4 separate regions of the Mus musculus genome follow, and regions 1, 2 and 3 are each linked to region 4. Evidence: chromatin contacts called from public HiChIP or PLAC-seq and Micro-C data. All regions are on one chromosome and are shown on one strand. The core of a region is the stretch at or near the end of the contact, and the rest is flanking DNA. Distances in the headings are between cores, read along the strand shown. Region 1 overlaps Cenpu (centromere protein U). Region 2 holds the start of Irf2 (interferon regulatory factor 2). Region 3 has its middle 7.8 kb from the start of Gm31111. Region 4 holds the start of Helt (helt bHLH transcription factor).

Region 1 (2,985 bases), core at 346-2,845, 280 kb before region 4:
GGTCATGCAGAAAGTTCCCCTTTTAAAAATCCTTAGTTTCTGTGGCCAAATAAAATCAGCAGAAAAACTGTCCCAGAGCCTGGAGAGAAAGATGTGTGACCTGGGCGAACTGCCTGTGTCTGAGGCTTAGTTTCTTCACCTATAAAAGAAAAGGGAATTTGCAAATAAAAATATAAAAAAAACCTAAGCTTGAATTGAAAAATAGTGTGTGTTTCTCGTGTTTTTCCCTCTGTTTGCTTTGTTTTATTTTGGTTGGTTGGTTAGTTGGTTGGTTTTTTATTTGTCTGTTCTCCTAAGGAGAAAGAAAGCATGGAGTTGGAGAGGTGAAGTGCGGGGGATCTGGGAGGAGACAAAAGTGGGGAAACCATGATCAGAATAAACTATGAAAACATTTTATTTTCAATTTTTAGAAAGAGCTCTTCACACCAAACAACTGAAGATTTCTCAGCAAACTGACGGCCACGGCCAGGATTGCATTCCCTGCCTTCCCTAGGGATGGGACGGGCTGTAACTAAGAGACGCCCCAGTGCCTCAGGCACCTCCTATGCAAAGTTTAAACCATCACACACTTTATCTTACTATGCATTTTCAAAATATTTGTCTGACTACAATTTCACCTAGAAAAGGAACTAAAAAGTCCAGTCTCAACACGTCTCAGTGGTCTCACACTGATGACGAGCTGAATAGAACAGCCTTATTATAGTTTAATTATAGAGCCATACAGTGACCTACCTCATGGAATCATATTGACTAAGCACGGGCCAACTGAATGACGTATTTAGGAAAAGTACCCTCCCATAAAGGAAGCTGTGAACTGTTACTGTCAATATTACTATATTACCCCACTTTTCCTGTTTTGGCCAAATCTGTAAATAACAGAATAGGCAACTAATTTGTCTCTCTCAAAATCCTGTGGCAGTCACTTAAAACCTAGTACTTAGCCCAGCAAGGTAGTGCCCACCTTTAGTCCCAGGACTCGGGAAGCACAGGTTGGTGAATCTACAAGAATTCGAGACCAGCCTGGTCTACAAATTAAGTTCCAGATCAGCTAGAGCTATACAGAGAAATCCTGTCTCAAAAAAACAAAACACAACCTAGTAATTTCAAGTGTTTACTGACAGATCGGAGGATCTGCTCAAGCCTTGTGCGACCACACCCATGTGGTCCTAGGAATTAACGCACTGCTGTTCATGCCAGGCAGGTGCTCTACCACTGAGCCACATCCCCAGCCTGTCCAAGCACTTTTAAAGCATCTTTAGAGTAGAGAGCGTGGCAAACTCTACTACACGAACGCCTCTGGCTCGCACTCCATACCTCAGAAGCCCAAAATGTACAGACAGACTACCACAGTGTGCACTAACCCCAGGGCATGGGGACTGCCCCCAACCCTAGACCTCAGAATAAGGACTGATGTGTCTCTGCAGAGTGTGTATTTCAACAGTCACTGAAGAGCCAGTGACCAGACTGACTTACATAGTAAAACCATCTATCAAAAAGTAAAATAAGCAAGCAAGCAACATAAACAGACCTCTCTGCCTGAGACCAGCAGACAACTGTGCCTAGGTTTACTCAGTGACTCACAGGACACCCTCTAAGGAACAGGTACAGTTACGCCCATATACACAGGAAGGGGCTGAGGCCCTGAACAGTCAGTGCCTCACTCAAGTCTGCAGTCAATGGTAGAGCCTGATTCAAGCTCCAGACAGTCTAATCCTATAGTCTATGTAGCTAAAGCTGTAATCAGACTGCCTGAGACCAGACCAGATGCTGAGAGTCAGAGCAGAGTTGACGGTCCTTACAGCACTCCCCTAAGTGACGAACGCTACTGCCCCTTTAGATGACTTCTCAGATAGAGCAGATATTACCTTACCGAATCAGTTCATCCTGGACTTCAATTAAACGCTGCCTTTTCTTTTCCATGTTGGCAATTATCTGAGCAATATAATAACGTACTTAGGTTAACATGGGAGAAGTTTCAGCACTTCAGCTAAGACTTTGGGTCCATGGACCCTCCTCTTGCCTCCCAGTTTGACTTGTTTAGCAGTTTCATTCACTACAGACCCAGGGGTAATCTTTTCTGTCTATGAGCTGTCTGGGGCTGGGGGGGGGGGTAACTTGGACTGACAAAAGGCTAACAGAGATCCCCATTCCTCAGTGTCCATTAACATTACAAAAGCAATTAAAAACCTGACCAAGCCCACAAAAGCCCTTATAAAACTGCAGGTCACAAAACTACCAGCAAGTGTTTCCTTACTCCCCTGGTTCATAGCCCATGACTCACTAAGAGATTTGGCGATTACCTTGGTGTTCTTCATTTTCAGGGCTTTTAACATCTGGGCTTCTTTAAGCTACAACGACAACAAAATAAAGTATATCTCATTTTCCAAGATGAACTGTATAAAGATCCACATGAGAAGGCCTTTGGGAGACACCAGTTGGTAAACCGCCTGTCACAAAAGCAAGAGGACCCAAGCTTGGATCCTGGCACTGGCACATTTGGATTTTATGAGGGGCTGGTGGGGATGAGTGGGTCCTTGTGGTCCAGCTGAGCTCACTGGCTGGCCAGCCTGGAGAAGCCAATGATCTTCAAGTTCAGTGAGACCTGTCTCAAACAGTAAGTTTTAGGGTGATTGGTGAAGTTACTCAGAGTGGGCCTCTGGCTTCCACATCCACACATGCACAGAAGGAAGTAAGAGGAGTTCTCACGTGTTTCTCGTCACAGAGCCAGCAAGTGCAAGCTGTTCTACAACCACAGGATCATGTCCAAACTTTAGTTTAAAACATTTTAGAGTAGCCAGGTGTATTGGTATCTGCCTTTCATTTCAGCACTTGGAGGGTAGAGGCAGGCAGATCTCTGTGAGTTTGAGACCAGCCAGGTCTACATAGTGAGTTCCAGGACAGCTAGGGATACATACAAAGACCCTGTCTCAAACAAATACAAGAAACTTACCATTCTGATGAGTTCTCCTTTCATTTTAAAATAAA
Region 2 (3,179 bases), core at 116-2,615, 450 kb before region 4:
GGTCGGAGGGCACAGGGCGGGCACTCATTCCCACCACGTCCCGGAGACCCCAAGCGTTCGTCAGCCTCACCCCCAACCCCATGCTAGCCCGCCGGGCGCCGCTCGGTCCCCGGAGGTTCCCCGCCCCCACACCTCGCCCGTTCCGTAGCCAAGGCGGGTCGGGGCCCAGCGCGCCAGGCCGGCCCCGGGGGCGCCCGCGGGGACCCGGAGGCACTCGCAGCTAGGCCGCGCCGGGGTGGGTGACCCCTGAGCGCGGAGCCCTCCGGGGACGCGCCTCCGAGGCGCCTCACGCGCTGGGACAAGTGCAGTGACAAAGCCCGGAGGCCAGGCCAGACGCTGGCCGGCGGGGAGGAGGACGCGACGTTCCTGGCGTGTGGCGGCGGCCCAGTCCCCAGGAAGCCGGGCGCGCCGGCCAGGCCCGCGCCCAGCCGCGCGCGGAGCCCGCCCGGCCCGAGTGTCCACTGGCACCAGACGCCGGTCACCCGACCCCAAGCCCCGCGGGCGAGCGCATCCTGGGACCGCCTTAGGGCAGCCTTCAAGTTTACAGTGGTCACTGCCCGGGCACGGGCATCTAGGGACCGCGGGTGCCAGTCTATTTACACCAGAGACCGCCGGGAAAGAAGGGCCGCTGGGCACCGAGAAGAACCCGGTTCCCTTCCTCGGACCTGGTGGCGACAGTGTCTGTAAACACTCATACACATACAACACACACACACACACACACACACCAATTTTATTTTAAATGAGGCCGGACTCCAACGGACCTGTACCCACAACACACGACACCTGGAGCGCAGAATCACACAGAGCAGATCTGTGTCCATGGAGCCACCTCTTCTCATCTGCAAATCCAAAAGTGAAATTAAACCTTCACTAACCTCCTCCTCCTCCCTCTCTACCTCCTCCTCTTTGCAGCCTCAGCAGCCCCAGTACCAGCGGCAACAGCAGCAGACCCCTGCTTCCCCTAAAATCAGATGATCCATAACTGCGCCGACTCTTCCTCCAAAAATCGGTATTAATATTTATGAACCCCGGCATTTTTCCGTCTGCAAAACATCGTGTCAAAGCATCAGGACGCACATACATACATAGCTCCTCCTGTCCCCGTCAACATGCCCTCGAGAGAAAACACACGCACAGCCACAACTATTATTTGAAAAAAAAAAATGTTACCTCTCAATGTGCTTTTTTTTTTCCACGCTACCAATACAATCCCGCAAGGTGTGAGTGTTGTTAGGGTGTGTAAAATGGAAATGAAAGCCCGTCAGTTGAATAATCGCAGGAGCAAAACTAAAAGTTAGTCCCCGGCTTGCCTGAGAACAGTCCAGATCGAAAGCAAAACAAGGAGAGGAAACTGCGAGGAGCCGAGGCTGGAAATCCCCCCCACCCCCGCCCTCTCCCGGCCCCGCTCCCTCCCTCGCTCCCCCTCCGCCCTCCTCCCTCCCCGCCCTTCCTCCCCAGTGTTTGTTTCAAGCTTGTGCAACCCGGAGGTGGAGGCAGAGGGAGGGCTCCAGCCGCCAGCCTGGAGGTGCGGAAGTTCGCCGCCGCTGTTCATTGGCGGCCGGCACGGCTTTCATCATTTCTCGGAAAAGTCAATTTCATTTTCACTTCCCCACGTCGCGGCTGCGGGGAGCAACAAGCGGCAGCGCGTGTGAGCGTGGGGATCGCGCCGAAGGGCGCGCGCTTTTCACCGGGGCCACGCTGGGACTGTGGGGCACCAGAAGTGGTGGACGGGGCGCTGGCTTGGGAGCTGGCCACCAGCTGGTGGTGGCCGTAGGGAAGGAAGGAGATGACCTGACTCTACATCCTACCTGAAGGGTGGAGATGGACCAGAGAGAGCCCCGGAAGCCTGGGGACCCTTCCCGACCTGTGGCTTAAGTGCTCAGAACCGCTGTGCACAGGCTGCATATACAAACTCATCTTGGAAAGTCGCCCGCTGCAAAGGAATGTAAGGAACGAAGTCAGCTGAAAAGACGGCATTACTTGTGCCCCTACTTTATTGGATCTCCTACTGGGGAACGGGGGGGGGGGGGGGGTTTGAGGGGGGTTGAAGGGCCAGCCTGGCACTCAGTGTGGAAGCTAGGATGGTTAGGAAGGCCTTCCCCTAGAAAGTCACTCTCCAAAGTTACTTCATGTCTTTGCCATAACCGGTCCAGTTCCTGCAAAATGCAAGGGTTTGAGTTACATGAACTTAAACTGTCTTGATTGGGACTGAACCTGGAGGGAACGCTGCCTGTTAACTCCTAAATTTGGCTGTCCTTATTGGTTGAACATCCTTGGCTGCTGTCCTCTGTGCTGTTCCGTGGAGACAATACTGAATGCAAGAAGAGGGCCCAGTACCTATGACAGGTGCAGCGGCCTATGGGCTCTACTAGGCCAGCTCGCTTGGAACCTCTTGCTGTTTGGTCACTTAACTTTAAAAGTATTCCCTTACATTTAGTTACACCTGCTTCTTGCCTGGCTTACAGTTTCCTCAGCCCACCACCTGCCTTCTCTAACCACTGGGGAAAGCATCCCACCCTAGGAGACTGTCACTATCTATGTGTAAACATCTGAAAAATAATTCTACCTCCTCTTTGCCATAGAATTAGTGGATTCCACAGACAGGGATAAAGGAAAGTATGCATGCCCTTGTAGAAGGAGAGCAGTGAGATTAAGGACCCTGTCTTGTGGCCTCAAAATAGATCCTTCCTGCACAGTGTCCTTTATTTCTCCCATAATAACACTGCACACTCCTTGCATTTATATTTCATATATCAGTAACCACAGGGATATACACACTGCATGGTAGTTGTATGTCTTTACCCACCAGGCACCTAAGTTAAAAGCCTAATAACCACAGGTCATTATTTTCTGGCTTTGTGTGTGTATGGGTGAGTGTGGTACATGTGTGCATGTGTGCATGTGTACTCACGGAGGCCAGAGTGTCCTGCTCAGCCCTTCTCCACGGTGTTGATTGGAGACAGGGTTTCTCACTGAACCTAGAACTAGGCTGGTAGCCAGCCACTCCAGCAATCTTCATGTCTCTGCCAGCCACAGCACTGGAATGAGGTGGGCACAGAGCCAGACCTGGCTTTTCAAGAGTCTTGGGGATTTGAACTCAACTCCCCATTGCTTGCTCAGCAAGCCCCCTTCCCCCATCTCTGCGGCCCCTTTTGTTGTTGTTTTCTTTGCTGTTG
Region 3 (2,997 bases), core at 315-2,814, 390 kb before region 4:
GTAGCGCTGGCTGTCCTGGAACTCACTCTATACACTAGGCTGCCCTTGAACTCATAGAGATCTGCTTGGCTCTGCCTCTGCTGGGATTAAAGGCAGGCACGATAACCACCTCGCTATCATCAATATTTCAACTTTTTAATGTTTTTATCATGTGTGGGTTTCTGCCAGTGAGTACAGTGGCCAGAGGGACCAGCAGAGGATAATGATCTCCTGTAGCTGGAGCTACAAGTTGGACCTCAATCAGTCCTCTACAAGAGCAACAGGTGCTCTTAACCACTGAGTCATCTCTCCAACATTTATATCTTAACTAGCATTTCTAGTTAATCTGACCTCTTATTACACAGTCCACATTATTTTTGTTTTAACCATCATCATATCATTATTAGCATCTCAATTTTAGGGTGTTTATGGAGAAGGAGCGTGTCCTTTTGAGTTGCTTTCACAAAACTATCAAGTACGGAGAGGAAGCATAGTGACTCACAGAGACTCCAGAATCAACAAACTAGGACATGCATCTTAAGCCCCCGACCCACCCATTTCCTCAACAGTGTCTTTTTATAAAGAAATGTATGCCCACTTTGAGTCACCTTTTTTGAATTTTTTAAAGTATGCTAGGCAAGTACTCTACCACTGAGCCCACCGCACTCACCCTTTAGCCCATTTCAATCTGAACTGGATGGGAATTGTAGTTCCTTAGAAATTACACCACACGCGCGCGCGCGCGCACACACACACACACACACACTTTCAGTTTTCCCTAAGTAGTATCTTCAAGACACATTAGTAGTAATAGGTTTTAAAAGATTAGAAAAAAAGGATTCCAGGCCAACACTAACAAAATCCTTAAAAACACCTGGTAAAGAAAGCACGCATACGTTTGCAGAATAAATTATCTGACAACTTATCTATAGTATTTTTATTTTTCACTAAAATGTCCGTGGTTTAAAGGGGGTGGGTGAAAGAAAAGAAAAGAAATGGTCACTAAACCACTATAACTCAGGATTGCTGGCCTGTCTCACTGATGATCTCTGACAAGTCCAAGGACTCGGCTGAATGACAAGAACAACAGCCAACCACCTGTAAGAGGACTGCCTGAAGGCGGAGCCAACGCCTCTCCCAGAAAGCAAGGTCTGTGCACACCAGAAAACGGGACAGATGCCGCCCTGTTATGGCTTGCTGTCCCCCTCTCCTCCCAGAAAAATACAAGCTAGTCCCAGTGACCTCCCAAAAAGACCCTAAATCCAGTAGTCAGCAAGGTTACTAACACTCCGGAAGTCCTTCGCAGGAAGTAAGGCTGCGCGGGCGGGGACACGATGCATCCTGGGAGATGTAGTCCACACTTGTGGCGCGCAGACGCAGTGGTAATGCAAGGTAGGCGTGCAGAACCCTGTGCGAGTTTAGTTTTCATTAATGATGTACTTTAAAAGGTATCAAAAAAAAGTCAGGTACTGGGGCCTAACGGCCTCGTTTCATATCACAGGGACAATCTATGAGTTCCTGCTAGACAGGAAGACTCGGTTTAGGAAGACAGTCCCTATCTAGTGGATCTGAAATAGATTGAGATAGCCCCCAAGTGGACAGTGAGGAGAAACCACATCTGTGCTATCAACAAACAGGTTGTTAAATCCAGGGAGGCAAGCCTTCCAAGGAGAGAAGTCCCACATCAGTCCCACTCTCTTTGAAATATAAGACTGCTATTGAAAATGTGTGTGTGTGTGTGTGTGTGTGTGTGTGTGTGTGTGTGTGTGTGTGTGTGTGTGCGCGCGCGCGCGCGCGCCAAAATCAAGATTAAAAAAGGTACCATCTGGAAGCTTAAACAGCAGAATGTTAAGATTAAGTTTTGGATCAAGAGATTACATTTCTGTTTCATGCATTTCATTATTTGGAAGGATAAAGAATCCCTTTTAGGTAGACTATGTCAAATGTAAAGCAAAGCATGTAGAATACATATTTTATACACCGGATATTTTCTACCATGTTATTTGAACATAATTTAAATTCATTCTCTCTCTCTCTCTCTCTCTCTCTCTCCTTCTTCTCCTTCTTCTTCTTCTTCTCCTCCTCCTCCTCCTCCTTCTTCTTCTTCTTCTCTCCTCCTCCTCCTCCTCCTCCTCCTCCTCCTCCTCCTCCTCCTCCTCCTCCTCCTCCTCCTTCTTCTTCTTCCCTCCTTTTTTTCTAATGGAACAACTCAGGAAAAAAAATTCTTTACAACGTGAATTCTAATTGTTGATAGCACTTGAACTATTAAGGATTTGTTAATATTATGTTTGTACTCTATGAGTTTGCTTAACTTGTTCTTTATTTCTTGTGTATTTTTTATAGATCCTTTAGGATTTTTTTCTTAATATGGACAACCTCGTCATCTTCAAATATAGTCTTTTTTATTTTTTCCAGCATGTGTGTTTTATATACTTTATTGCCTTGTTGCAATAGTTGGGACAGAAATGAGGGCAGTCACTACTGGCTTCTTCCTCGGATATAAAGAGAGAGCCGTTCAGTCTTTCCCAGAGGACTGGGTATTGACTATGGATTTGTTGTTATTGTTTCTCTGTTGTTATTGTATCTCTTTTACAGATATCCTAGGGGTTTTTTTGTTGTTTTTTTGTTTTTTGGTCTATTTTTAGGTTTCTGAAAGTTCTGAAAGTTACCGTCTAAGCTTGGTCAAATTCTTTTACTTGAAATGGTGGTGTGCTTTTGGGGTTGTTTTTGTGGTTGGTAGTGTTGATGTTGATTGACACACTTAGTTATATTGCTTGGTTTTTCAGAGTTCAAACAGGTCTTTCATCCCTAGGTTGAACACGGGGTAATGTTATTCCCATAAAATAAGTTAGAAGATACTTCCTCCTCTTTTCGTTCCTGTAGTTGTTTATGTACAATTTGTATCATTCTGTCTCCTGTTGATGCCATGGTTCTTTTCATGTATCAGTTTTGCTAGACTCACAGGACCCAGATATTTGGTCAAATGTTATAAATGTTTCTACTGAAGGTTTTTTTTGT
Region 4 (2,976 bases), core at 216-2,715:
TGTTGTCTAGCAGAATAGAGAGAATTTACTCCACGGTGGGGGGCAAAGGGACTAAGGCGACACTTGAAGGGTGGTTTTCCTTGTTCCCAGATGAGAAAGATTGGGAACAGATGAGAACTTGCTGACTCTGGAATAAAGTCATAAAGCAAAGGTCATTTTTATTGTTTTTATATGAAGGAAAGCTCGCCCCCTCCACCACCCCCCACATGCCCAGAGGCAGCAATGAGAGGTTGGTTGGTAGAGGTCTGGGGCTGTACAGCAGGCTCAAGGCAAAGACACAGCGAGCAAAGAGAGAGAGTTCCCAGGAACTGCCACCCCCTCCTTCCCTCTGGGCCTGTCCAGTAAGTTTCCTTCTGAGTTTCTGTCCGTCTCTTCCCTCCCCCCCCCCCATATTTCGCTTTCTAAAACCATAAAAAAGAGATCAAATTCCCTAACTTCACGGGACCCTTTTCAGTGACAAATATTGATGCCCAAAGTGTCTGCGCTCTCCCGCCCCCAAACGTTAAGAAAAGGCGCCCGCGAGAGGGGGACATAAAAAGTTAACAATGCTGTGAAAATATGTTTGCAAAAAATAGACAATCGTTGGATTAAACGTATTCAAGTATGAAATAATGCCTTTTTGTGTCAAAACTTGGGCGATGGGCGGGTACAAAAGTTCCCTGTGGCAGCTACTTGCTCCCTTTGTGAGCTGTGCGCTTTGGCGTCTCCACTTGGGCGCATTACCCAGAGCCCTCTAAGCGCGATTGTTTCTCCCTTTCTAATGACATTTACCGGATCAAAACATGCTGTTAATTCGATCAGAAGGCTTCACCCTCCCTGACAAAGCCACAATAATTTCTCCTGAAGTTTGTTAAATTGACCAAAATTAGGCAAATGAATAGGGGTCTGTAGGCGCCCCCTCATGCAGGTGACGGCGCATAATGCTCGCCTGGGCCAGCTGCATTCTCCCTTTTCTTCTCGGCCCACTCTCCTCTGTGTTGCCCCAATCCTCCCACCCCCCTCACACACACACACACACACACACACACACACACACACACACACACACACACACACCCGCCTGTCTGTCCTCCACCCCACTCTTGGCATTATTAAAATTTAGCCCAATGAAACTATTCATACTTTTCAATGGACATTTTCCTATAGGATAATAGGCTACAAATTGAGCCTCTTCCCCCCGCGAAGAGAGAGCCGGAGGGGGGAGAAAAGAAAGCAGAGGATTTGGTCAGAGACTGGGGCGGGGGGAGGAGAGAGTCGCGTGCCAAAGGCCCGCGGGAGGGGCGAAGCGAGGCGGGAGCCTCGTGTGCCAGCCGCAGCCCCACACCTGCCGGGATGTCCGGACAAATAAAGCGGTGTAAACAAAAAGGGGGGAGACGGACGTGTCACCAAGTCGTGTGAGAAAAGCCTGGGAACAAACGGGGCGCCTCCGTCTCCAGAAGCTCTCCCTTGAACCCGGCGGAACAGCCTATTAAAGGCTTACTTAATTACTTTAATGACTCTGGACAGGCTTTAAAACGCACTCGGCGCTGGGACCGCGGGCTTGCTGGGATTTGTAAACAGGCGATCGTGTGAGACTCAGCGGTGGGACTAAAGGAAGCGACGCTGTTTTGTGAAGGTCCTCGCCCCCCGGTGCCCGCAGCCACTGCGCCCCTGCGCTCTGCGCCGGCTAAGAGTGCAGGCGCTCGCTGGTCCGCCGGCTCCAGTTTCTCGCCCCCTCTTCCTGAGGTGCCTGTTGCCATGCAAATGTTATTCCTGGACGAATCACGTGTCCTTTGAAGAGCCACGTGGATTAACAAAGCTGATCTGCCCCCACCTCGCCCCCCTCGGCTGCTAAAAATTTTTTTGTCAACTTCTTTAAAACTGACCTTGAATGCATACATGCTCCAAACGCAGAACTCCTAATCCTATGGAATAATTCAGCGCGTGAGAATGCACTTGCAGTCCTAGATGGCTGCTTTATAAAGGGAGCCCCCTCGGACCTGGGAGGCTGCAGTCTACCTGGAACACTTGAAGAGGCACACGAGGTGGAACGTGGACGAGTGCCTCGCGCCACCGCCTCTGCCGAGGGCGCGCACGCACACCAGAATGTCTGACAGGCTCAAGGAACGCAAAGTGAGTTCCTTGCGCTCTGGTGGTGGAAGAGTGTGACTCACCAACTAACCTGACATCTGGCTGGATAGATGACTAAGATGTGCCACCCAGAACTTTAAGTGTGGAGAAATCCAGAGTGGTTTGGAAAGGGAACAGAGACTGGAAGGAGAGTCCTTGATTGGAGACAGCTCACTCTGGGAGGCGGGTGGCCACGTCCCAGAGCCTTGGCACTTAGCTTGGCCTTGGCAGGGATGTGTAGGGAAGTTGAACGGCAAGAGAGCCAGCCAGCACGGACACAGAGCTCTGAGTCCGGGGACACAGAGCTCTCTTGGTCTAGTGTGGCGGGGCAGGGGTCTCTTCGGGTTGGCGAATTAGTGACCCTTGTAACACAGAAGCTTTGCCTTGGATGACTCCTTGGGCGAAGCCATCTTAAATGCAAAACTTTCTGTTTACAGAGAACCCCGGTTTCTCATAAAGTGATAGAAAAGAGAAGGAGGGACCGAATTAACCGCTGCTTGAACGAGCTGGGCAAGACAGTCCCTATGGCCCTGGCGAAACAGGTAACGTTTGTGGTGCTGGGTACTCCCCCACTGTCACTCTCTGCAGAGTCCCCAAAGTCTCTACAGACGCTGCTGGCCTAAGAGAACTCGCCCCACTCTGGGCGGCAGTAGCCTCTCTGACGCCAGCATCTTCCTGGCTGCTCCCCTACAGAAGACAGAGAGCATGTGCGTGGGTCTGCTGTGGATGGGCCGCCTCTAAGCTCCTGTGGGGTTTTTGCAGAGTTCCGGGAAACTGGAGAAGGCGGAGATCCTGGAGATGACAGTGCAGTACCTCAGAGCTCTGCATTCCGCGGATTTTCCCCGGGGAAGGGAAAAAGGTGGGCAT

What was found. Hi-C and Micro-C count contacts between places; a contact is called where the count stands out from the background. HiChIP or PLAC-seq counts read pairs in DNA pulled down with a chosen protein or histone mark.
Region 1: a contact with region 4 is called in an H3K4me3 HiChIP or PLAC-seq map of embryonic stem cells, with 29 read pairs. The contact joins the enhancer-like site here to the promoter of Helt in region 4. A contact is called at or near these places in 4 of 39 promoter capture datasets (the C10 cell line, hippocampal neurons, liver and 1 more), 1 of 15 datasets of contacts at CTCF or cohesin (the NIH/3T3 cell line), 2 of 484 Hi-C or Micro-C datasets (embryonic fibroblasts and embryonic stem cells), 4 of 115 datasets of contacts at active chromatin or transcription factors (all in embryonic stem cells) and 3 of 9 other capture datasets (adipose tissue, liver and pancreatic islet).
Region 2: a contact with region 4 is called in a Micro-C map of embryonic stem cells, with 6 times the contacts expected there. The contact joins the promoter of Irf2 here to the promoter of Helt in region 4. A contact is called at or near these places in 6 of 39 promoter capture datasets (the C10 cell line, embryonic stem cells, neural stem cells and 1 more), 26 of 484 Hi-C or Micro-C datasets (differentiating embryonic stem cells, embryonic stem cells and stem cell-derived epiblast-like cells), 7 of 115 datasets of contacts at active chromatin or transcription factors (all in embryonic stem cells) and 1 of 9 other capture datasets (embryonic stem cells).
Region 3: a contact with region 4 is called in an H3K27ac HiChIP or PLAC-seq map of embryonic stem cells, with 2.7 times the contacts expected there. The contact joins the enhancer-like site here to the promoter of Helt in region 4. A contact is called at or near these places in 3 of 484 Hi-C or Micro-C datasets (the Ba/F3 cell line, embryonic stem cells and palatal mesenchyme) and 1 of 115 datasets of contacts at active chromatin or transcription factors (embryonic stem cells).

Annotation. Positions count from the first base shown.
Region 1 is chr8:46,572,796-46,575,780 of GRCm38.p6, reverse strand. Cenpu (centromere protein U) reads right to left here. Exons shown (of 13, transcript NM_027973.4): 9 at 2,951-2,985; 10 at 2,301-2,348; 11 at 1,871-1,932. Primpol (primase and polymerase (DNA-directed)) reads left to right here. Exons shown (of 15, transcript NM_001001184.2): 15 at 1-198. Among named protein-coding and RNA genes, the nearest start is that of Gm45607, 22 kb to the left of the region's middle. Within about 2 kb of position 1,595, at least 26 of the 459 cell types and tissues checked have an H3K27ac peak or open chromatin away from gene starts, as enhancers often do. A contact at or near this core is called in embryonic stem cells, where this site is marked.
Region 2 is chr8:46,737,931-46,741,109 of GRCm38.p6, reverse strand. It overlaps Irf2 (interferon regulatory factor 2), which reads right to left and starts at 1,365. Exons shown (of 9, transcript NM_008391.4): 1 at 1,174-1,365. It overlaps Gm16675 (predicted gene, 16675), which reads left to right and starts at 1,595. Exons shown (of 3, transcript NR_045750.1): 1 at 1,595-1,948.
Region 3 is chr8:46,685,313-46,688,309 of GRCm38.p6, reverse strand. No RefSeq gene overlaps it. Among named protein-coding and RNA genes, the nearest start is that of Gm31111, 7.8 kb to the right of the region's middle. Within about 2 kb of position 1,564, at least 439 of the 459 cell types and tissues checked have an H3K27ac peak or open chromatin away from gene starts, as enhancers often do. A contact at or near this core is called in the Ba/F3 cell line, embryonic stem cells and palatal mesenchyme, where this site is marked.
Region 4 is chr8:46,293,160-46,296,135 of GRCm38.p6, reverse strand. Helt (helt bHLH transcription factor) reads left to right here and starts at 1,465. Exons shown (of 4, transcript NM_173789.4): 1 at 1,465-2,112; 2 at 2,547-2,651; 3 at 2,872-2,968. The coding sequence starts at 2,086.